Regions from separate parts of the Bombyx mori genome. Here region 2 is linked to region 1. A link is a contact called in public Hi-C data. All regions are on one chromosome and are shown on one strand. Each heading gives the region's core, a stretch centred on a gene start, on an enhancer-like site or on the middle of the called end of the contact. The rest is flanking DNA. Distances are from core to core; before and after follow the strand shown. Region 1 overlaps LOC101747032 (regulator of G-protein signaling loco). Region 2 overlaps LOC101747032 (regulator of G-protein signaling loco).

Region 1 (3,853 bases), core at 269-2,768:
TTAAGATAATTTATCTGAGACGTTTAGAATTGAAATCGTACGCTACATTCGTATTGTGTTGACTAACATTTGTTTAAGTTTCCTTTCATTATGACAACAATCCGCTGACCTAAATTAGTCTTGGCTATTTTCTGGTAAACCCTGATGCATTCGTTTTTATTTATTTACTGCGCAGATCGGAGCACGAGGTCGCGGCCCGCCTGGTAGTATTAACCACCAGTTGTCATAATATTATTACCGACTCAAATTGTAAATTATTTGAAGAATTTGATTGAAGTAATCCGGTTTATTTTAAATTTTTTTATTGCTTAGATGGGTGGACGAGCTCACAGCCCATCTGGTGTTAAGTGGTTACCGGAGTACATAGACATCTACAACGTAAATGAGCCACCCACCTTGAGATATAAGTTCTAAGGTCTCAGTATAGTTACAACGGCTGCCCCACCCTTCAAACCGAAACGCATTACTGCTTCACGGCAGAAATAGGCAGGGCGGTGGTACCTACCCGCGCGGACTCACAAGAGGTCCTACCACCAGTAAAAGAAATTCGGTGTTGGACACAGGCCACTCGCAAGGCACGCCACGCGACCCGATCGTGGGCTTCTCATCTTATCCATTATCCGCTATCATGCGTATATATCGTCGCTTCATCGGTCCATGGTCTCCACTATAGAACTCTTCTATCCCAGCTGTTTTAAAAAATGATTTAATGACAATAAAAAACGCGAAATTAAACCGTAAAAGTACTTTAAATCATGTCCACCGCTCGTGAAAAAGAATCGAAGAGAAAAACTATTAATAATTAATTTACAATGCGGAGGAAAAATATTGAACAGAATGAATTGCTTTAAATTTTCGCGGTTATCTATCTATGAAACTGCAACAGCGTTGAAATGTCGCGAACTCATCAAATATTAAAACCGTTGTAAGAACCCGTCAAATAATTGTATTCAGAGCATTATTTACATTGTAGTACATACTTCAATTATATACAGCAAGATTTTCACTAGTCCCAAATCTTCATCAAAGAACCTCTATAATTATATAATACATAAATACAATTATGCTCTTCATTTTAATCGGAAAGGCGAAAGAAAAAATATATTATCGTCTCACATTTTGACACATGTAAAGTTTTTCCAAAGCATGAACCAATTAAATTCGCATTTAAATAAACGATAACAAATATTTAATTAAATATTACCTGGTCTTGACTTTCGTCCGTGTACCATACAACCATATTTGAGATCTATTTCAATATATATAAGACACCTTTTAGCCGAAACAAATTCGAACACAACCTTTTTTAAAACACAATTTATTAAAGTGTTTTTTCTTAAAGAATTAAGCACAGGGATTCGATTTAAGCATCACAAATTAATAAAGTAACAATTTTTTTTTGTTAAATGTAGGCACAGGAATTCGTTCCCGTCCGCCGATATCAGAAGACTGGCTCATTAGCGTTCCTGAATGCGAAACGGCGTCATCCTCACGGACGCACACAACCACAGACGCACCCACACATTGTTCAATTACAATAACAATACACGGGCGTTAGCCAAACAGTATCCGGCGCGTATGGTGCAAGTTACGAGAAGAACACCTTTATATTTATTTTAATTTAGTGAAACATGTTCAGTGCGTCCGGTTTTTTTTTATATCCTTTGTAGGCAGACGAGCATACGGCCCACCTGATGGTGAGTGGTTACCGTCGCCCATGGACTTCAGCAATGCCAGGGGCAGAGCCAAGCCGCTGCCTACCGTGATTTGATACCGGGTTTTGCGTATTTATTTGCATAGTCGGACAGAAAACTTCGTCTAATTCGAGTACAATGTTAACTGTTGCTAATTTATATTAGACGTTAATTATAATATTTAATAGAAATTTCTACCTATTCTAGTAACCTCGAGGGGTTATTCTAGATTCGCCGAACTAGTAGGTGAGCTCACGGGGCTCAAACCTGACGATGTTGCTAATCCGAATCCTAGCAAGAGCCGTGCTTTGCAGAATCTACCACAGGATTGGAAACGCGGCCCACTGAAAAGATCCGGCGAGAAACTCAGTGGGCTGTGGCTGTGGGTTAATTTACTCGCCGAGCCCGACGAGTTCGATGAGAACGGTGACGAACCTTTTGAATGAAATAATATTCATTCTCCATTGTTAACCGATTCAATTAAAATTCGCTTCACAAGTGTAGAAGTTGATAAAACCGTCGTTTGTGTTAATTTCACCCACGACTTGTTTATGTGTTTGTAAATTTTCTACAAAAATGTGTTCAGTAATTATTTCCAGTTAATTCAAATTTTTTTTAATGGTTATTATTAACCTATATGTCAAATTCAAAATAATATTTATTTATCGTAAATTCTACGCCACTTCAAAATTACGTCGTAAGTTAATCCGGAACGCTTTCGGTGAGCCGAAGGTAAGAGATAAACACTTAGTTCACTTACTGATATCATTAATACTTATCATGTATCGTGTGATCTTTTACACAAGACCTTTAAGATTTACTTACACAAGTCGATGCAAATATATTTTTTGCCTACATCCGTTATGTAAATATTATCAATGTATAGTCGTGAAAAAAAAAGCACGACCCGCTACCTCTTATAACTTGTTCGTTGTATGTAAAACGTCAATAGGACCATCAACATAGGAGCACAGTAATCGTTTCTGGCTACTGTCATTGCGATTCCTATAAGTACTGCTTTTTAAACGACCAACAACAGACGAGGGAGAAATTGTTGTGTCGAGGTCCACTGAATTTCTCGCTGGATCTTCTCATTGGATCGTAAATCCGATCCGGTGGTAGATTCAGCGAAGGTTAGGGCTAGTGTTAGCAAATTCTCCCAGGTTTAGCCTGTAAGCTGACCTACCCGTCCAGGCGTACCTGGAATAGCCTGTCAGGCTACCAGAGGTAGAGAAAAAAAATTGTGGTGTCGCGATGTATTTTCTTTAGCCGTTACTGTCTCTAAGATTTATTAAAAGGCACCTCATTCTTGTTTACTTCTGATGACATTTAAACCATTTGAACAGTAGGGTTACGTACAATAGAGACGTACAATATGACCTTATTATATTTGAGGACCGTATATCAGCTATCAAATGTGGCTATATATAGAACACATTGTTCAAAGACGCAAAGGAAACATTGTCCACTAAGCCAGTATTTTGTTATTCTTGCCCCGCTCGGCTGTGAAATATCAAAACCCAGTATCTGCATAAAACTAAATTTTACAGGAGAGCCGAAAAACAATTTCATATCTTTGACAGCGTGCCGTTTCAATAATATTAGTCGTACCTTCTTGAGAGTGATTGCAAAATTTGAGGTGCATAACAGGCTTTATAAAAAAGTAGATTTCATGCGTCTATCACAAAAGATGTGCGTAGAGGAGCAGTTACTAATAAAAAGATTGTTTTCTTAGATCAAACTTTTTGAGTGTGACAATTTCAAAACCTAGTAAGATCACTTGCTTTGTTTTCATCTAATTCTAAAATATAATGAGTGGGGATAAACGCAAATTAATAGACTTAGTAAGATCACTTGCTTTGTTTTCATTTAGGTCTGAATTTACTGAGTAGGAACTAAATGCAATTTTTTAAACATAGTAAGAAAAAACAGAATAAAACAACATAAATATGGGCAGAAATAAGCAGTTTTAATGAAAAAGAAAAAAAAAACACATAATCGGAAACCAAACACTATTTGTTCACAGTAAAAAATCAAAAAATAATCACTCAAAATATTTGAAAACAGTCAAATAAAAATAAATTATTCGGTTATTAATATTTGTCCACTAGAAACTAAATTAACTGGATTATTATTAATCGGTACACTTTGCCAAGACT
Region 2 (4,236 bases), core at 1,265-3,764, 55 kb after region 1:
CCTATAAGGGCAATAAAAATAAAACCGTAAAGCAGTAACGTATTTCGGTTTGAAGGGCGGAGCAGCCGTTGTAACTATACTTGAGACCTTAGAACTTATATCTCAAGGTGGGTGGCGCATTTACGTTGTAAATGTCTATGGGCTCCAGTAACCATTTAACACCAGGTGGACTGTGAGCTCGTCCACCCATGTAAGCAAAAAAAAACCTCAGTAAAATCTCGAGAAGGAAATGCCTTGGCCGTTAGCAATAACATCATTACGCTTACTCATCTTCAAACAAAAATAAGATAGTGCGAGAACTACTACGTTTTGTAAATGTTTATTCTAAACTGAAGAAGTAACAAACGGGCTCACGTGACTAACGTGACCGGCTCGTCGAGAGCACCACGACTCGTCACGCACAGTAAAAGGGCTCTAAAGTCTGCTAAAATACGATTGCTAATCCCTTAACCTGGTGTCCTCTTCGAACGATCCAAAGTGTGAATTACAAATTACATAGTACAGCTGTTGTTTTTTTTTTTTTTCAATACCGGCGCTCACATTTTACGTTGATGTGGTTTTAAATTATTTAATTTTTATCGCCCGGTTGGGATGAGAATACAATAAGCATTTCAGTAAAACCCTGCCAGTAGCCAGCGTCTTCTGAAACATTCCCTTAACGATGATTAACTAAGGCAACACTGTTGATTTATTAGGTTGCTTGACTTTTTGGCGGGAACGCGAGGAGTGAAGTTGTGTGATTTGTTTTATTTTGTCTATTTCGTGTTTCTTCAGGTTTAAATGTGTAATAACGGTGGTTTATTAACTGTTTAATATCTGTGAAAGTGCAAAAATGTGGGAAAATGAAACAAAGCTACTGGACGTAACTTCTCGGGTTCCTCCAAAAAGTCCACTGAAAAAATCTCAGTAAAAGACCACCATTTTACTGCGATTATATTTCATCCCATATCATCTCATCTCATGTCATTTAATTTCGTTTTCATTTCACTTCATGCCATGTTTCATAATAATCAACTTCATTTCATTTCATAATATCATTTTCATTTATAAAAGTTACGTATCATTAAAATTAAAATAAGACTTGACCTAAAGGTCTTAGTTACCAGGTCATAAAATCCCTTAAAAAAAAAAAAATAATTAGGTTGCTTTTGAAGTTTCCTCGTTGGATTAAAATGTGTCAGAATTTACGATCTTAATGTGCTGTTTCTTGTTTTTGTTTATGGAGAGCAAAAGTATGGAACACCATTTTGTATAGGGGACAAGTTGAAAGCGTGTCGACCTTTAAACAGCAAGTTATTGTTGGAGGAGTCACCGAAATAGCGCTAGTGTAGGAAATTATATGAATATAGCAGTTTTAAACATATTGAAGTGAGTTAAAGTGAAGTATGGTGGTTTGCAGTGCTGTTTTTTTATTCTGCGCCACCTTAATTAGCTCCCTTTCAGTAAAAACTTTTAATACACCAAAATTGGTGATCCTTACTTCTACCTCTCTGTCTGGGTCTGCGCAGGGACTTCGGTTCCCTCTATATTTTGTACCGTACGTTCCATGGGGAGTGCTTTGAGGAATTGTTCGAGATGATACCGTCGTCTCGTTTTTACCATCGCACCGCCCGCCACCGGTGTAGAGTTCATCCATACTACCTGGAGCCACTGCGGTCATCCACAGTGCGTTTCCAGAGGTCTTATTTGCCACGTACCATCCGACTATGGAATGAGCTCCCCTTCACGGTGTTTCCCGAGCGCTATGACATGTCCTTCTTCAAACGAGGCTTGTGGAAAGTATAAAGCGGTAGGCAGCGGCTTGGCTCTGCCCCTGGCATTGCTGAAGTCCATGGGCGACGGTAACCACTCACCATCAGGTGGGTCGTGCGATCGTCTGCCTACAAGGACAATAAAAAAAAACCTCCATAGTTTTCTTATGTTGCTACTACTGAATTCACAGGTTTCAAATATTAACCGTTTTGCCTGCCTGCGGTTTCCGGGCGCGCAGGGACATGTAGGCGCGGTCCATGGCCGCAACCGCTCCGTTCGTACCGCACAGCATGCCACTGACAACTGTCAATAAACACGCACAAACACCAACCACCTCGAGTCACGATGTCCGCAAACATAAAATTCAAAATTAATCGATTTTCAGTTTGACAAACTGCGTCATTGTCACTTTATTGACACACACGAACGCAAAAACCCGACAGTCGGAACTGCGACTGCAACGATCACTATTTAGATTTACAGCATGCCACTGACAACTGTCAATAAACACGCACAAACACCAACCACCTCGAGTCACTTCGCAAACATAAAATTCAAAATTAATCGATTTTCAATTTGAGAAACTGCGTCATTGTCACTTCACACACGAACGCAAAAACCCGCCAGCCCAAAGCTGTGACTGCAACGATCACTATTTAGATTTTCAATGTTACACAACCAACAAAGTTATTGGCGCACGAAGTGAGCACTGTGTTATTTGAAAAGCGCGCGATTAATTATGTCACTCAAACTAAACTGTCATGTGTCATTAAGACAGGCGATTGCAACGGAGTCTCGGTAGGGACTGCGCGTGCGCGGCACTCCGCCCTCCCCCTTCCCCTATACTATTTTCGGAGCCCTGAGTTTCCCCTAGAGCACAGTTCAGATCGATGCTAGTAAGTAAAATACAGTATTATTAAAAAATAAGGAAGTATTTTGCATGAAACTGAGTAGGGATTATGCATCGGGAATTTTAGTTTACATTGTATTGACTGTACAAGTTTCTGAATAATAATAAATGAGAATTTAAGCATGAGTTATTTTCATTGAATCTGGTTCAGATACTTTTCTCGGATTACTCAACATACGTAGAGTAGACAGCCCATCACATTCGCTGGCAACGCAAGCCCGGAAAAACAAAGGGTAAAAATACGTTAAAATTTTTAAGGATCAAATTTATCCTACAGACCTCTTGAGCTTCTATAGGTTCAATATGACAGTTTGCTAAGTAGATCACATTCGGTTATACGCAAAACTATTTGGCAATAGGTGCCAGCGCTTTTGAGGCGTGTTTTTTAATACTTTTTTTAAACTACAGTATATGTACGATCTTTTTTAATGTCGCTAAACAAAAATGCCATTTAGCGTCCGTTTGTGGATAGTATGTGTCCGTTATTCCTTGGTCTGCGAATTTGACCAAAGTATTTTGGTACGTGTAGGTATATTATTCAATTTAACCGTTGACTTCTTGAAGTAGCGAGAAAAAAAAGAGAGAGAGAGAGAGAGAGAGAGAGAGAGAGAGAGAGAGAGAGAGAGAGAGAGAGAGAGAGAGAGAACATACTTTATTAGTCTTTATTGCACATCAAAACATAACTAACATTAGAAAACAGTCAACAAGCAGATACATTTGTAAAATAAGCGGTAGATGTAAGTGAATTAAACCTTCATTCCGTGTACGATATAGTTTAATATAATCTAAAAGCATGTTAAAAAAATAAAAGATACGGTACCGTTATATTTACACTGTGTCATATGGAGCGGTCATGCACAATTATGCCATATGCGTCTCCCCTCACACGTACATTGACATTCTCGAGTGTCGAGTACGTAACTCACTCAGGGACTTTCACATAAATAAAACAATAATTAAAACGTATATATATATATATAATAGTAATAATTATGTGCGCACCTTATTGTGTCGATATATAGCACCGTGCTGTTTTAAGAGCGGGATAGTCTATCGTTTTTTTAGAAGAACTTAACGCTTTTCTCTTTAGGCTTTGAAAATTACCGGTCATGTCCTTTGTAAAGATTTTGCTAATGAGCATTACTTAGTGATTACCGGTGGCCCGTCTAGCTATTCACTGGTAGCCTAAGGGTCTATTTCAGCTACGCGCGGACGGATAGGTAAGCTCACGAGCTCAACCTGAGAGAATTTTCCAACACTAGCCCTAGCAAGAGCAGTGCTTCGCAATAATCTAACACCGGATCGGATTGGGACCCACTTAGAAGATCTGGCGATTAACTCGGTGGGCTATATCTATGGATTCTTCTTCCTATTCGTACACTCTTGACAGAGTGGTTGTGGTCATGCATCAGTCGGATCCTGCGATACCGATGCGACGCCATGTGGCACTGTGTTTCGCAGAGTGATAGCAATCATTTATGTTGGAGTGAGTCACAGACTTTATGAGGTCGGTCCATCGTGTTGGAGATCGTCCGCGAGATCTTTTGCCCTCGACTGGCAACCTCAACTTGTCT

What was found. Hi-C and Micro-C count contacts between places; a contact is called where the count stands out from the background.
Region 2: a contact with region 1 is called in a Hi-C map of midgut, with 1.8 times the contacts expected there. The contact joins two enhancer-like sites. A contact is called at or near these places in 3 of 7 Hi-C or Micro-C datasets (midgut and whole pupa).

What each region holds. Positions count from the first base shown.
Region 1 is chr7:12,427,738-12,431,590 of ASM3026992v2, forward strand. The region is part of intron 3 of LOC101747032 (regulator of G-protein signaling loco); the gene reads right to left. Among protein-coding and RNA genes, the nearest start is that of LOC101743395, 25 kb to the left of the region's middle. Within about 2 kb of position 1,519, at least 8 of the 8 cell types and tissues checked have open chromatin away from gene starts, as enhancers often do.
Region 2 is chr7:12,482,082-12,486,317 of ASM3026992v2, forward strand. All of the region lies in intron 3 of LOC101747032 (regulator of G-protein signaling loco), which reads right to left. Among protein-coding and RNA genes, the nearest start is that of LOC101747032, 34 kb to the right of the region's middle. Within about 2 kb of position 2,515, at least 7 of the 8 cell types and tissues checked have open chromatin away from gene starts, as enhancers often do.